Regions from separate parts of the Macaca mulatta genome. Here all the other regions are linked to region 2. A link is a contact called in public Hi-C data. All regions are on one chromosome and are shown on one strand. Each heading gives the region's core, a stretch centred on a gene start, on an enhancer-like site or on the middle of the called end of the contact. The rest is flanking DNA. Distances are from core to core; before and after follow the strand shown. Region 1 has its middle 280 kb from the start of RPLP1. Region 2 holds the start of TLE3 (TLE family member 3, transcriptional corepressor). Region 3 overlaps LOC106999221 (a long non-coding RNA gene).

Region 1 (4,414 bases), core at 1,845-4,344, 370 kb after region 2:
CTCCAAGACAGTTGTGTTCCGTCTTTCAGGCAACACAAGTATCATTACAGGTTCCTCTTTTCCATACGGGGATAAAACATTTGATTCTCAGGAGAAAGTATCCCTTTAGCCCATACAAAAACATTTCCATTTCTCTCTGCCATTGGTAACCCCCTGTCTCAATCTGCTTAGTTGAATCCATTCTTCAAGGCCCAGTCAAGTTCCACTGCCCTCTCCTCCCTCAGACTTCCCAGATGAACTGCCTACATGAACATTTCTCAAAATATTAGTTCTATAGGATGACAGTAGGATTCTGCACTCAAAGAAGCTTTGGGAACACTGTGTTAAATAGTTAGACAGGTTTATTTATTGCAGGACTTCTCAGAGTTCTTAACGTGTTAATACGTATTATGAATCTTCCAGAAAAGCGTGGCAGATTGGATTATTGTTCCAACTTTTTACTGCCCTTCTCCAATATTAGAATCATACATCCTTCCCCTCGCTATGTGACTTTGCAGTATCTCCCTCTAGACTAGGCTGTGTACATTTCCAGTTCCCACTGAAGTTCAGTTTGGCCACATGACTTACTTTGGCAAAGAGAAGGTGGGTGGGAGGGGGTGTTTGAGAGCTGAAACGATGACAGGCATAAGAAGTAACTGCTGGTTGTTTCTCATGCTTTGGCCATTGCCATGAGTGGAGCACACCTCTGGCAGCCACTGTGGAGAGACTTAAAACTAACCCATAATCTGAAGCAGAGCTCCTCCAGCCAACCCCAAGGCTCAGGAATGAAAAGCAGAGTTGAGGTCTTTCATTACTTAGAAATGACTGGCTATATTAGCTTCCTGTTGCTGCTGTAACACATTATCATAACCCGAGTGGCTTAAAACAACACACATTGAGTCTCTTACCATTCTGGAGAGCAGAAATCCAAAATCAGCCTCGCTGGGGGGCTAAAGTCAAAAAGTTGACAGGGCTGATTCCTTCTGGAGGCTCATGGGAGAATCCATCTCCTTGCCTTTCTTTCAGTTTCTAGTAGCCACCCGTATTCCTTGGCTCATGGCGCCCTCCTCAAACTGCAAAGCACATCCCTCTAATCTCTGCTTCTAAAATGATCTTTCCTCTCTTTGACCCTTTGACCCTCCTGCCTCCCTCTTATAAAGACCCATGTGATTATGTTGGGTCCACCTGGAATACCAGGATAATCTTCCCATCTCAAGAGACGTAACTAATCACAGCTGCAAAGTCCCTCTTGCCATGTAAGGTAACATTCATTAGTTCCAGGGACTCAAACGTGGATATATTTGAGGGCAATGATTCAGCCCACCACACTGACCAACGCAAAAAAGGATTAAAATACACAGGGTTCCCCCAAAACTATTTGGATTTCTTTTCCACAGAGCATCTCAGTATAACTCCTTCCTCCTGTGGATACAAATTTTGGAAATTGGGCTCTGCACCTATTATTCGGCGTTTCTATTGCTCGTTCTGCAGTTATTGGTAAACAGGTATCCCATTCTTACAGAGTCAGTTCAGCCACTTCGTTTGCTTGGAGATCTTCCACTTTCCTAATCTGTTATCCCCATTTTACAGATGAGGAAATTGAAAGACCTCCAAGCAAACCAGCAGTAAACTTTAATGGCTGCAAGATCTGTGACTTGGTGTGCTGTGGATTGGATGGCACAAGCAAAGGACATGGCTGAATTGACTGTAAGAATTTGTAACCCTATGGTAGGCAATAGGATATCTGTTTATCAATAACTGCAGAACAAGCAATGGGTAGAACTGATCACTGAATTACATGAGATCAGTTTGAACATATGGTCACAGTGACTAGCCATAACTTCTCAACAGACGACGTGGCCTTCCTTGCCTGCTTGTTTTTGCCCAAATGGGGAGAAACCAGGTGTTATACAGTGCTGGCTACCATGGTGGACAGTAGATGCTCTTTGGCTGATGGAGGTAAGGTCTCCCTGATACCCATCATCCTGCTGTCCACCTCCTGCCCTTCCTTCTGCAGTGTTAGGCTTGTGGCATGCACTACCCTGGGTTTGTTTGCCCTGGCCTCCTAGGATATACACAAGTCCCTCCAGGGGGTAGGCAGGAGCTGTGTTGCATAAATAAATGAGCCTGATTTCACCACTCAATAGCTGTGTGGCTTTGGGAATGTTCCTTGTTTTCCTGGGACTTTGGCTTTCCCACATGCTAATATGAGGCTAGATTAGGGTGCTCTACAGCTTCTCCCTACCAGATCCTATGCCCTTGAGTCTGTGACGCTCCCTTTTCTCGGCATTTGGATCCCATTGGTACTGAATAAAGGTTTGCTGAGTAGTACATTGACAACTCGTTTTGTGCAATCTTTCCAATTTTGCATTGTAATGAACTCTTCAAAATACTCTTCAAAAAAACCAAAAGGACAAATGGCAAATTGCTCTGACTCCAGAAGAGATATATGCATGATTTTGGGGCCTTTCCAGGGACCTCAAATCTCCCGTGCAAAACCAACAATGTGGGAATAAATACCACCAGTGAGTACTGTGCCACTTGGAGAATCCCATAGTGCAAAGCCCACTGGCAAGCTCCCATCCTGAAACCTACAAAACCCCTCAGCGCTAACTGGCATTTTTACAAATGAAAGAAATATCTGCTTTTTCAGAGAACAACCAACCAAAGGGTTAAGCCCTAAAAGGTTAGTTTCCTCTACTCTCCCTGCTCTAGAATCTGGGATAATTCCTGCCATTAATATTTTAAGCAACTAATTTGACATTTTTCCATTTAATTAACTTGCATACATATGAGAACAGGGTTTTGAGAGCACCACGACATTTAAACAAAGTCATTTAAGTTTCCCCATTTCTGGTGGCATGCTTCTTTTTTCCTTTGCCTTTTTCTTTTTGTTCTGTTTCTGTTTTGCATTCCTGATTCTGAAGCTGGCTTATTAGCTCAGAGGAATGACCAAATTTCCCCAAGCAAACGTCCCAGAGTCTCAACCTGGGTGACGTGGGTGGGCCGGGAGCTCTGGGCTGCGGCTCTTTTAAACTCGAGCCTGCTCTTTTCCAGGCCTTTTTACAAATGGCGTTTCAATCAGAACAGGCCCACGTCACAGGCTAATGTTTTCCTGTTGCCACACCAACCCTTGGTGGGAGAGGGGGAGGAGCAGCGGGAATGCGAAACATTTATCAAATGCAACCATCACCACAGAAGAGCTGGGGTTTCTAGAGGGAAACAATAGCTCCGTGACAATTTTCTCTTCCCAAATGACAAATAATTGTTGTCATATCATCAAATGATTAAGAAATAAAGGAAAAGAGACAAATGGAGTGTATCCATTGAGAGATGGGGTGGGGGGACTGGGGAGAGGCTTGCTTAATGTTCCGTAATTGAAAAATTGCACCCTAATTAGCTCCCACCCCAGAGAATTCATGAGTTCTATGTGCCATCCAATCCGCAGCATGCCAAGTCACAGATCTTGCAGCCATTAAAGTTTACTGCTTGTTTCAAAAGGGACTGTGCAGTCTCCAAATGCATTCAGGGAGTGAGACTCTTCAGCTTGCCCAGCCCTCAAAAAAGATTCATGGTTTCAGACTTTCATCGGCCATAATTAATCACAGAATTTCTCTGCCTGTCAACAAATCCGGCTGCTCTCCCCAAATGAACCTGGGCACTCTTGTCTCCAGCTTACGGGCGGTGGCCAACCTGGCCAGGCTCAGTTAGGAAACTGGAGCGGCATCCCCAGGTTTCAAAATGGCACCTCCTAATCCCGGGCATCAGGGGAAGAAAGGATCTTGCATTTAAAATAGAATCCCACTGCAAACCAAGTCCATAGGACTCATGTCTTCACTTGCCCCACACTCGGGATATTCTTTGGGGACTTCTAATGAGGTTGTCAGACTTTAGGAAGAATAATGCTGTAACAGAGGTGCATGCCATTCTCTCCCTGGGTTTAAATCCCAGCTCCATGACCTCAGTAGCGACATGACCCAGGAAAGTGACTTGGCCTGTCTGAGCCTGAGTTTTCCCTTTTGCAAAATAGAGATCATAATTTCTACCTTTTAGGACTATGATGATAATTGGAGAATGCCATGAGGAAAGGATCTGTGCTACACTGGCTGACAGTGCCTCTGGATCCTTACATGTAAAGTGGGGATAATAATCTTACCTCCCCACTGGCGTTACGGGAATTGAATAGAGAATGCATTAGATGCATGCAAAGTGCCTCACACAAAGTTGGTGCTCGGTAATATCTGAATTGAATTGAACTAAATACACACTTGGTTCATTCATTCATTTAATCCAACAGCTAATAGCTGTTGAATGCTACCTTTTGCTCAACACTTTGTCTGGGATACAGAAAGGTAAATAAGACAGATTTGATTTATGCTCATTAGAGCTTATGTTCTAGGAGAAATATGGTGAAAAACAAAGTTTAAAAATCACA
Region 2 (4,203 bases), core at 701-3,200:
CAGAAGCCTCGGCATTTGTCAGCGCTCCCCCACCCCGCGTGGTTTTGACTGACAGCTCTGGCCGCGGACTGACAAGGCCCAGCAACTCCGCCAATCAGCAACGAAGAGCCCCTTCGGCGGTCCGTGATTGGTGACGCGCACCTTGCTCGGAGGCGTGGTCGGCGTCCCCCACGTGGGGCTGGAGCGAGAAAGGGGCGGGGCGGGTAAGAAGCGGGTGCGCCCACCCGTGACGTAAGGGGGAGGGCAGAGAAGGGGGAGGGGGAAAGGAAGCTCCAAAGAGGAGCCATTTTGTGTCTAATGAATGCTGCGGCCAGATGCTCGCATCTGTCGAGCCGTGCTTCTCCCTCCTCCGTCTTCGGTGCGCGCCGAAACACGATTTATGTTTTTATTTAGGAGAATAAATAAATGAAGAAGGGAGCGCAGTTCGGGGCTGGCGGCCGGAGTGGGCGCGGGGAGGTTCAGTTCTGAGGCTGGTGCTCACGTGTAACTCCCCGCGCTCCGGCCTCCGGGCGCCCGCTAGCTCTCAGCTCCTCATTAAGATGCAAAAGCTAACCTCCGGCTCCTAATGAGGGGAGAATATAGATCCAGGGGCGCGCGGTCGGCTCGCGCGCGCCCGCCGCGGGCCCCGGGGTGCGTGCGGGCTCGCGGACTTGCCGGGGAGGGCCCCGGGGGTCCCGCCTTGGCAGCCCACCGGGCCGTGCGCGCTTCGAGGGCCACTCCCTGCTTGCTCGTCTGCCCCGCCGTAACCCCGAGCGCGGGAGGGCGAGGCCATCGGTTTGCGGGCAAGCTGGCCCGGGAGTCGAGTGGCCTGTGCGACCAAGCGGGGAGTCCGGGGGGCGCGGGGCAGGGGTGGGCGAGGCGCGAGTGGGGGAGCGTCCGCGCCCCCCGGGGTGCCCAGGCTGGCGACCTAGACACCTACAGGCTTCCGCCAACGCCGTGACGCTGCCGGGAGCAGGCTGAGCAAACCAGGTGGGAACTCGGAGTTCCCGGGCCTCGGCCGAGCAGGGTCCCGACCCCTTCTCCAACCCCCTCAGCCTGGGGATGCAGTGAGGAGCCCGAGCGGCGAGGCTACGGCGAGGGTGAAGTTGTCCCCACCGGGAAGGCGCCCCGAATGGGGCCAGCCGTGGCTGAGCCTGTTGTCCAGGGGCAGCCAGGCCCTTCCATCTGCGCTGCCCGCCAAGCCAGAGTCCCTCAGACTTCTCCTCGCAGGCAGCCGCCGCACATCAAAGGAGATGTTTATTTGGCTTTCTGAAAAGAAGGGCGAGTGAACAAAGGAGAGCTGGGGGCTATGGGGGGGAGGCGGGCAGAAGAAGGGGTGAAGAAAAGGGGACATCCTCAGTTACAAGCAAATTTTTAAAGGTCGGAGGCAACTTTAGGAGCCACCATTTTATCAGTCCTAAATCTTTTGAAGTGAAAACATTAAAGTGACAAAGTGATTGTTTGTTTTATAGTATCTAATTGGGCTGCTTTGCAGACCTAATGAGATTAGAGGGAGGAATCGTTCGCCGCCGCTGCAGAATAAACTGATACATTACTACCAGCCACAGGTTTTGAAGATTGTACAGCCTGTCTTATTTTCTTTTGTTGTTATTCCTCTGTCTTCCCTCTTTCCTCCTCCCGCCAAATAATTATTTGCTAGTAGATCGTGGGAAAAAAAAAGAGGAGGAAAAAAACTCTAGCAGCCCAGGACTATAATATATATCTATTTATTATATGTCTTTCGGTTAATTCCTGATCTGAGGAGCGCTGTTTTTCACTCCCATGCGAAAGTCACCAGCGGGTAGGGCCTGATTGCTACTTTTCATGCATAGTTTTAGACACAAGAGGGCATTGTGACGTCGCGCCCAGCGGCACCCAGTCGTAGGCCGAGTCCCGCAGCCCCACGTGGGGGCCCCGCGCTCCCATTGGCCAGCGCCGGACGAAGCTGCCACATTATTTTGTTACTTTTCAGTCCCTATTTGGAACTGCTCTCGCGGCAGTTCAGACCTCGTGCTCGTCCCCCTCGCCTGTCTGTGTGTGGTATCCGTAGGTCCGGGGCACTTTTTTTTGGTGTGTGTGTGTGTGCGCGCGTGTGTGTGTTGGGTGTGTGTGTTTTGGGGGTTTGTCGGGGCGCGGAGAGGAGAGCCGGGCCGAGGGAAAGGAAGGAAGCCGCAGAGCTCCCCGGTCTCGGGCTGCGTCTCCCTTCCAGCGCTCTCCTGCTTGTGCGCTCCAAGGCGGCAGCGGCGGTGGCGCCGAGCGCTCCTCGCTGGGGACGCGGCGCTCAAGCTGGGAGCAGCGAGAACCCTTTGCGGAGGCTTCCCGTACCCGCTGGAGTTAGGATGCCAGGGCGTTTGATTTGCACCTACTGAGCCCGGAGTTCCTCCCCGGCCCTGGGAAGGGCTTGCAGCAGCAGCGGCGGCGGCGGCGGCAGCGTCAGTAGCAGACGGAACAGCAGGCTCTCCTCTCCGAGGGGGGGCGTCGAAGCGCCCGCGCCGGGCTCCCGCCCTCACCCTCCGGCGCTCCTGCGGCCCCAAGCCACCACCTCGTAGCCCGCCTCCTTCCTCTTCTCGCAGCGAGCCCCAGGCCCGGCCGCCTCTAGGATCGGACCCGCGCGTCTCGGATGCTTGGGGCTGCCCCGGCGCGCCCCCCTACAGGCGCGACGCGCTGACTGACCCAGAGGGGGCCCGAGCTCGCCCCAGGAGGGGCCCCCGGCCTCGGGACCCCGCGCCGGACCTGCCGGGGTGCCGACGATGTCCGCGCAGTCCCGGGCACTGACGCGCTCGACTCAGCCCAGGGAGGGCGGCCGGCCGCTGCCCGCCGAGCCCTAGGCGCACAAAGCCCGCGCCCGCCGCCCGGCCCCGGCGCCCGCCGACGACTTTGCCGCCTGCTCCGCGGCTCTTTGTCTCCACTTGGGGCGGGCGCCCGACTCTGGGATTTCGCTGCGAGAACGAGCTGGGGGGGCCGGGGGCGAGCTCTCGGTTTCCCGGCCGCCCCCCGCTCGGGCTCGGCTCCCCCCTCCCCCGCACCTCCCCGGCCCGGGCTCTCGGCGCTTCCACGCTCTCGGAATCACGACCCCTCCCTGCCATGTATCCGCAGGGCAGACATCCGGTGAGTAATTGCAACTCGGTTTATTTAAGCATCTATCATGGCAGGGTAAACGAGGCAGTTTATCCGGCACCTCCATTTTGCTTGTTGCTACCTTTATGGTGTGTGTTTGTGCGTGTGCTCTCACACAAAGGGGATGCGGCCGGGGGGCGCCGTTGAGAGAGGAGGTTAATTCCGCGCGAGTGGCGCGGGGGGCTGCCTGTGTTCCAGGGGGAGCTGTTCACGCGGTCCCCGGCCCAGCTCTTAAGTCTCCCAACTCACCCGGCTTGTCTCCCGCCCCCGCCTTACTGGGGAGAGGGAGGCCCTTGGTGAAAGGCATGGGAGCCCCGCTGCCGACTGGGAGAGATGGGGCGCCCCCCCTCCTCCCTGTCGGAGAGCTGAGAAACTTGCTGGGAAGGTTCTGGGCTGAGGGTGGCCTCTCTGGTTGGGCGCCGTCGGGGAGGGGCCGGGGCCGCGGCCGCTCTGAGAGCCGTCTCATGCCCCTGCCCCCTCCCCTGTCTTGTCTTCGCGGGCTCCAGGCTCCCCATCAACCCGGGCAGCCGGGATTTAAATTCACGGTGGCTGAGTCTTGTGACAGGATCAAAGACGAATTCCAGTTCCTGCAAGCTCAGTATCACAGGTAAGGCCGGTGGGGGCCGCCCCGGGGCTGGCGGGGAGGGGCGGCCCCTGCGCGGCTCCTGCCATCCCCCGCGGGGACGGAGGGGGCTCCTGACCCAGGGGCGGCGGGGCAGCCCGGGCCTCCGCCTTTTGTTTCCCCTTTCCGAGCGCGCCGCCTTAACCCTTTATTGCCCGCAGCCGCCCGGCTCCCAGCGCCGCCTGTGGGATCCCCGAATGAGGGTCTAGGTCGCGGCGAGCAGATTCACTCCGGGTTCTGGGTGTGGGGAGCCAGCGTCAGGGTCCTGCTCCCCTGCGGCCGTGATAAGTCCTCTGACTGGGCCGCGGGAAGTTTCGAATTGTTTCACATCCCCCTCCCCACGGCGGGGACCCAAATCCCCCCGCGTCCCCTGGCTGTGGGATAAGAGGGCGCCCCCGGAGGGTGTCAGGGAAGTGGAAAAGTGGCTCCCGAGGCCCTTGGGTCGGGGCCTCAGAGGAGGCTGCCCAGGCGCCAGGCCTGAGCCG
Region 3 (4,369 bases), core at 1,647-4,146, 440 kb after region 2:
TATTGACAAGCCTTATGGTGAGCATCCCAGCGCTGAGGTCCAGAGAGGTGCAGTGCCTTGCCCAAAGTCACACAGCTAAGAAGGGACAGCAGTAGGCCCAGAGCCCTAGTCTCTGCTCTCATCTCAGACTCCACCCACTCTGGCACGCAGGTGGCTTCCCCAGCTGGTTCCACACGCTGGGTGGATGTCCAGGCCTAGCGTTCCTACAGCTCAGAGAGTGCCTGGTGGGGGCGGGGAATGGGAGGGTGCAGAGAGGGAACAGGAGAAAACAGAAAGTGCCAGTGATTCACATTTCAAAATGTCGTGTTATTCCAGGCGCTTTCTCGCTTTGCCACCACCTTCATCCACCCCCCACTTGCCATCTTGAGAACCGGCTGCAGGGTGGCTGAGGCGGGGGGAGGAGGCTGAGACCATCATCTAGGGAAGCTGTGTTTCCACCCTGCCCACTGAGAAGCCCGAGGGTGAATGAGCAGTCGAATGAGCACTGAGCTGGGAACCAAGGGGCCTGGGTGCCAGCCCTGGCTTTGGAATTGGGTGCTGTGAGACCCTGAGCAAGTCCCTAGGCCTCTCTGTACTTCCTTTACATACTTCCCCAGCACGTGAAATGGGGAAGTGGGAAGGGTTTGTGGCTCCCATGATTAGTTGCATATCAAAACAAAACAAAACAGATTCTTGGACTGCACCCCCAGAGAGTCTGATTCGATATACTAGAGATGAGGCCTGGGAGTCTAATTTTAAAGCACACCCCTAAACCCCACCCAACCGGGTGATTCAGTGCAACCAGTCTACTGAGGTGTGGTTAGAGAGCTCCTGGCTGTATGCTTCCATGCGGCATCCAGTCATCTCCAGGACTTATTTACCTCCTCCAAAATGCCCTCCTGGATTTACCCAGCCCTACCTGCCACATCTAACCCTCCTCACTTCTGGCCCTGCCTCCCTGCCCATACTCGCCTATGGCTCCTTAAAAGCACTTAGTCATTTGTGCCTGTGTGTGCACGTGTGTGTGTGTGTGTGTGTGTGTGTTCTACATGAGCTACGTGAGCAAGATTAACCTCCCACACAGCACAGAGGAAGTTGCTCAGCACTGGAGCCGGCTGGGCCCCCATTTGGAACTGGACTCTGCTGTGCAAGGTTGGGTGACCCTAGGGAAGAACCCCGGCCTCCCTGGGCTTCCGTTTCCACATCCCATAGAGGGCTAGCCAGACCCTGCCTCACAGGGCCACATGTGAGCCTCCCCTGAGGTGGTGTACAAAGCACTTCCCGCGGGGCCTGGGGAGGGGTGTCAGTGGCTAGGAAAGCAAATTGGGTGAATGGTGGACTCTCCCAGAGGGACACGTGCTACCCTGGGAGGTCTGGACCCCTTCTCCAAATGTGTGCCTTTAGGCAGATGGCTGCCAGCACAGGCCCTCAGTAAAGAATGGGTCCACTCCAGTATCATTCGGGGTGGAATTCCCCCCAGGTGGCTCAAATGAAGAGATATGGATGGAGGGGCTGGTGACTGAGGTGGGCAGGGGTAAGGAAATCCAAAAGGGATGGGGAGGCTCCTGGACTAGAACAGCTGACAGCTGTCCCCAGCCCACACCTGCAGGGCAGGGCAGCATGTCATGGCCAGAGCCCAGCAGGAGTGGGATCCATGAAGGAGGGGCCACCCCACAGTAGGGCAGTCACAGAGGGAGGCAGCTCTTCCCAGAGACAGGCATCCCAGAGGGAGAAGCAGAGGAGAAATTGCCCAGCCCCTCTCTCCTCCCACTGTTGCTTCTCATTCTGGTGTCTCCCGCTGGCCAAGCCCAGGCAGTGGCCAGAGGCATGGGCAGCCCTTAGAGGTCCCCTCCTGGGGCACAGAGCAGGGCAGAGAAGCAGAGACAGTTTGCCTGGCAGGTGGCAGGGAAGAGCAGGGAAGACAAACAAGCAGCTCCTCGGGCAGCCTCTGCTGCCTGGGCGTGGGAGGTGGGGCCTGGCTCATCAACCCAAAGATGGGTTTCAGCCTCACCACTGCCACACACACAAAGGGCGACATCAGGAAGTCGCTTCTCTCCAGGTCTCTGTTTCCTCATCCTTAAACCATAGGGGCTAAACTCTCCGTCCTGAGCCACCTCTTCCAGGCGCGACCTGCACTTCCCCTCCCCTGCCTTTTCAAGAGAGGACAGAGCCCTGCTGGACAGGAAAATGGGCTTGGAGAGGAGGGAAGCGTAGCAAATGGAAAATTAATTCTGGGCGGTAAAGAGCAGAGGCTGTTGTTTGTGATGTATAACTTACTCTTTGTGTCAAACTGTGTACTGTGTATATCAGTGGGATGGCAAGAAAACCGAGATCTATTACTTAGAGTTTAATCTGTTCTCCGTGTTGGAGAAGCGAGAGGGAGGGGGAAAGAAGACTACAACTTTAATCACAGGCCCGACTCTATGTGTCAAGCTGCTCTCGGGTGTGTTAGTAAAATGATGTCGGATCACAGGCTTCCCAGACAGCTCTGCACACTGCGGCTTTATCTGCCGAGCCGTAAATTAGCACACCTCCTTTACGCTCTTCAGGTAAAACCAGTAATTTAACTGAAAAATACACACACGCACACATGCACACAGAGCATGTCGGGGAGAGCTCAGGAGAGGGGGCTGCCCCCCTTGAGCAAGAAATAGCTAAAAATGAGCAAAGCGGGATGAAAATGACACCTCGGCTGTGCCTCCTGTCATTAGCGCCTGGGCTCCTGGTGCCAGCCCCGCAGCCAGCCCACCTTCCTTTCTACCTGCCTCAGTGCCTCCCCGACCCCCACCACCCCTATTCGCCATGAACCGTAAATTACATGCTGACACCTTTAATTTGTGCAAAGTATGCCTGGCTGCGCCTGGCACCAGCAGCCGGCTGCTATAATAAGGTCAATCTATATTCATTGTCGCAGCACTTGATGTGCCAGATAACACAGGGAGGGAGCGCGGTGGTGGCTTCTCCGGGCTGGGGGGTGAGGTGGGGGTGCCCACTGCCTCTCATCGCGGCCTGGCACCAGTTGGCTCATCACTTATGCATGGCATGAGCGATGTTATGATTGAGCTAATCACCATCAGTTATTCATCCGATGGCTGCCTAGAGACGACAGTAGCACACGCCTGCCTGCCCAAGCCAGAGAGGGAGGCCCCTGTCCACTCAATGCCACAGAAAGACCACCCAGGGGGTCTGATTGCCCTTTCTGAGGAGTGGCCCCAGGAAGGGAATAGCCCAGGATTATAGACTCCTAGGCTTGAGGAGGAGAAGCTGCTGAGGATGCCCTGTGGGCAGGCAGGGTCATTGGTGTGATGTCTCTGGATCCTAGGGCCCAGCCAGGGATGGACATCTCACTGATATGTCACATGGCAGAAGCCAGGCTTTGCCATGTGCGTTCTGGGTTCTAACCCCACTCTTCCACCTCCAAGTCGTAAGAGCTTAGTCAAGTCACTTAACCTTTCTGGGCCGCAGTTTGTCAACAGCATAACAGGGAAACAACTCTATTCCTGGCAGGAAGAGTGTACAGATGCAAACTATGGAATGTGTCTGACATAGCAGGCACTCAGTCAATGGCAGCTGCTGGTATGAGAGCCCTAGCGGATCTATCACATGCCTGATTGGGTGAATGTCTGCTTTCAATGGGGAATGCAGATTCAAAAGGCTCATAAGGAATGAGGCTCGGACCAACAGGTGAGCCCATTTGAGACAACACCCCCTGATATGAGGTTATGTTGAGACAGGTCTCAGCTTCTGACGTGTTTGAGTAAGAGGAGACCCAAGAAGCATCGAATCCGTGGTTAAGGCAGGCCAGAGGCAGGCACAAACCAAGTTCTCAGCCTCGAGCAGGCTGGAGGCAAAAAAAATGAAGCTTAGTGGCCCCAGCTTACACAGCTGAAGGGACTTGGAGATTGTTCAGCCCAACCCTTCATGCGAGAGATCGGGCAACAGAGGCAGAGAGGGAATTGGCTGGTCCAAGGTGGTCCAGCCAGTGTGGGGCAGAACTGGGGTCCCGGCCTGGGCTTCTGACTTCATAGCTCTTCCTGCTGCTCTACAAGACAACCCCAAAGAGGAGCAGAGGACCATCAGACTTTGAGGGGATGCCCTTGGGATTATCTGAGACTCTTCTCTTCCTGGACGCTCAGTCAGGGGTGCACAACGCATGCTCCTAGCTCTGTCCATAGTCCTGTAGGCAGTGGGAGGGACGGGTCAAACTCTCAGCCTTCAGTGGATCCTCAGCTTCCTTAGCTGCACAATGGAGCCAAGAGCATCTGCTCCTAGGAGCTAATGAGAAGATTAAGTGAGACCACCTGGGCAGACCGGATGAATACTCTTTTCACTTCCAGCCAACAAGCTTAGAGTCTAAAGAAGGTAGCCGGGCTGACGGCAGCCTAAGAGG

What was found. A called contact is a pair of places that touch in the nucleus more often than the background predicts.
Region 1: a contact with region 2 is called in a Hi-C map of fetal cortex germinal zone, with 4 times the contacts expected there. The contact joins the enhancer-like site here to the promoter of TLE3 in region 2. A contact is called at or near these places in 6 of 14 Hi-C or Micro-C datasets (CD4 T cells, blood, cortical neurons and 3 more).
Region 3: a contact with region 2 is called in a Hi-C map of fetal cortex germinal zone, with 1.9 times the contacts expected there. The contact joins the enhancer-like site here to the promoter of TLE3 in region 2. A contact is called at or near these places in 2 of 14 Hi-C or Micro-C datasets (fetal cortex germinal zone and fetal cortical plate).

The regions. Positions count from the first base shown.
Region 1 is chr7:47,342,166-47,346,579 of T2T-MMU8v2.0, reverse strand. No RefSeq gene overlaps it. Among named protein-coding and RNA genes, the nearest start is that of RPLP1, 280 kb to the right of the region's middle. Within about 2 kb of position 3,094, at least 3 of the 40 cell types and tissues checked have an H3K27ac peak or open chromatin away from gene starts, as enhancers often do. A contact at or near this core is called in fetal cortex germinal zone and fetal cortical plate, where this site is marked.
Region 2 is chr7:47,709,129-47,713,331 of T2T-MMU8v2.0, reverse strand. TLE3 (TLE family member 3, transcriptional corepressor) reads left to right here and starts at 1,950. Exons shown (of 20, transcript XM_077938736.1): 1 at 1,950-3,087; 2 at 3,603-3,703. The coding sequence starts at 3,064.
Region 3 is chr7:47,272,033-47,276,401 of T2T-MMU8v2.0, reverse strand. The region is part of intron 4 of LOC106999221 (a long non-coding RNA gene); the gene reads right to left. Among named protein-coding and RNA genes, the nearest start is that of RPLP1, 210 kb to the right of the region's middle. Within about 2 kb of position 2,896, at least 8 of the 40 cell types and tissues checked have an H3K27ac peak or open chromatin away from gene starts, as enhancers often do. A contact at or near this core is called in fetal cortex germinal zone, where this site is marked.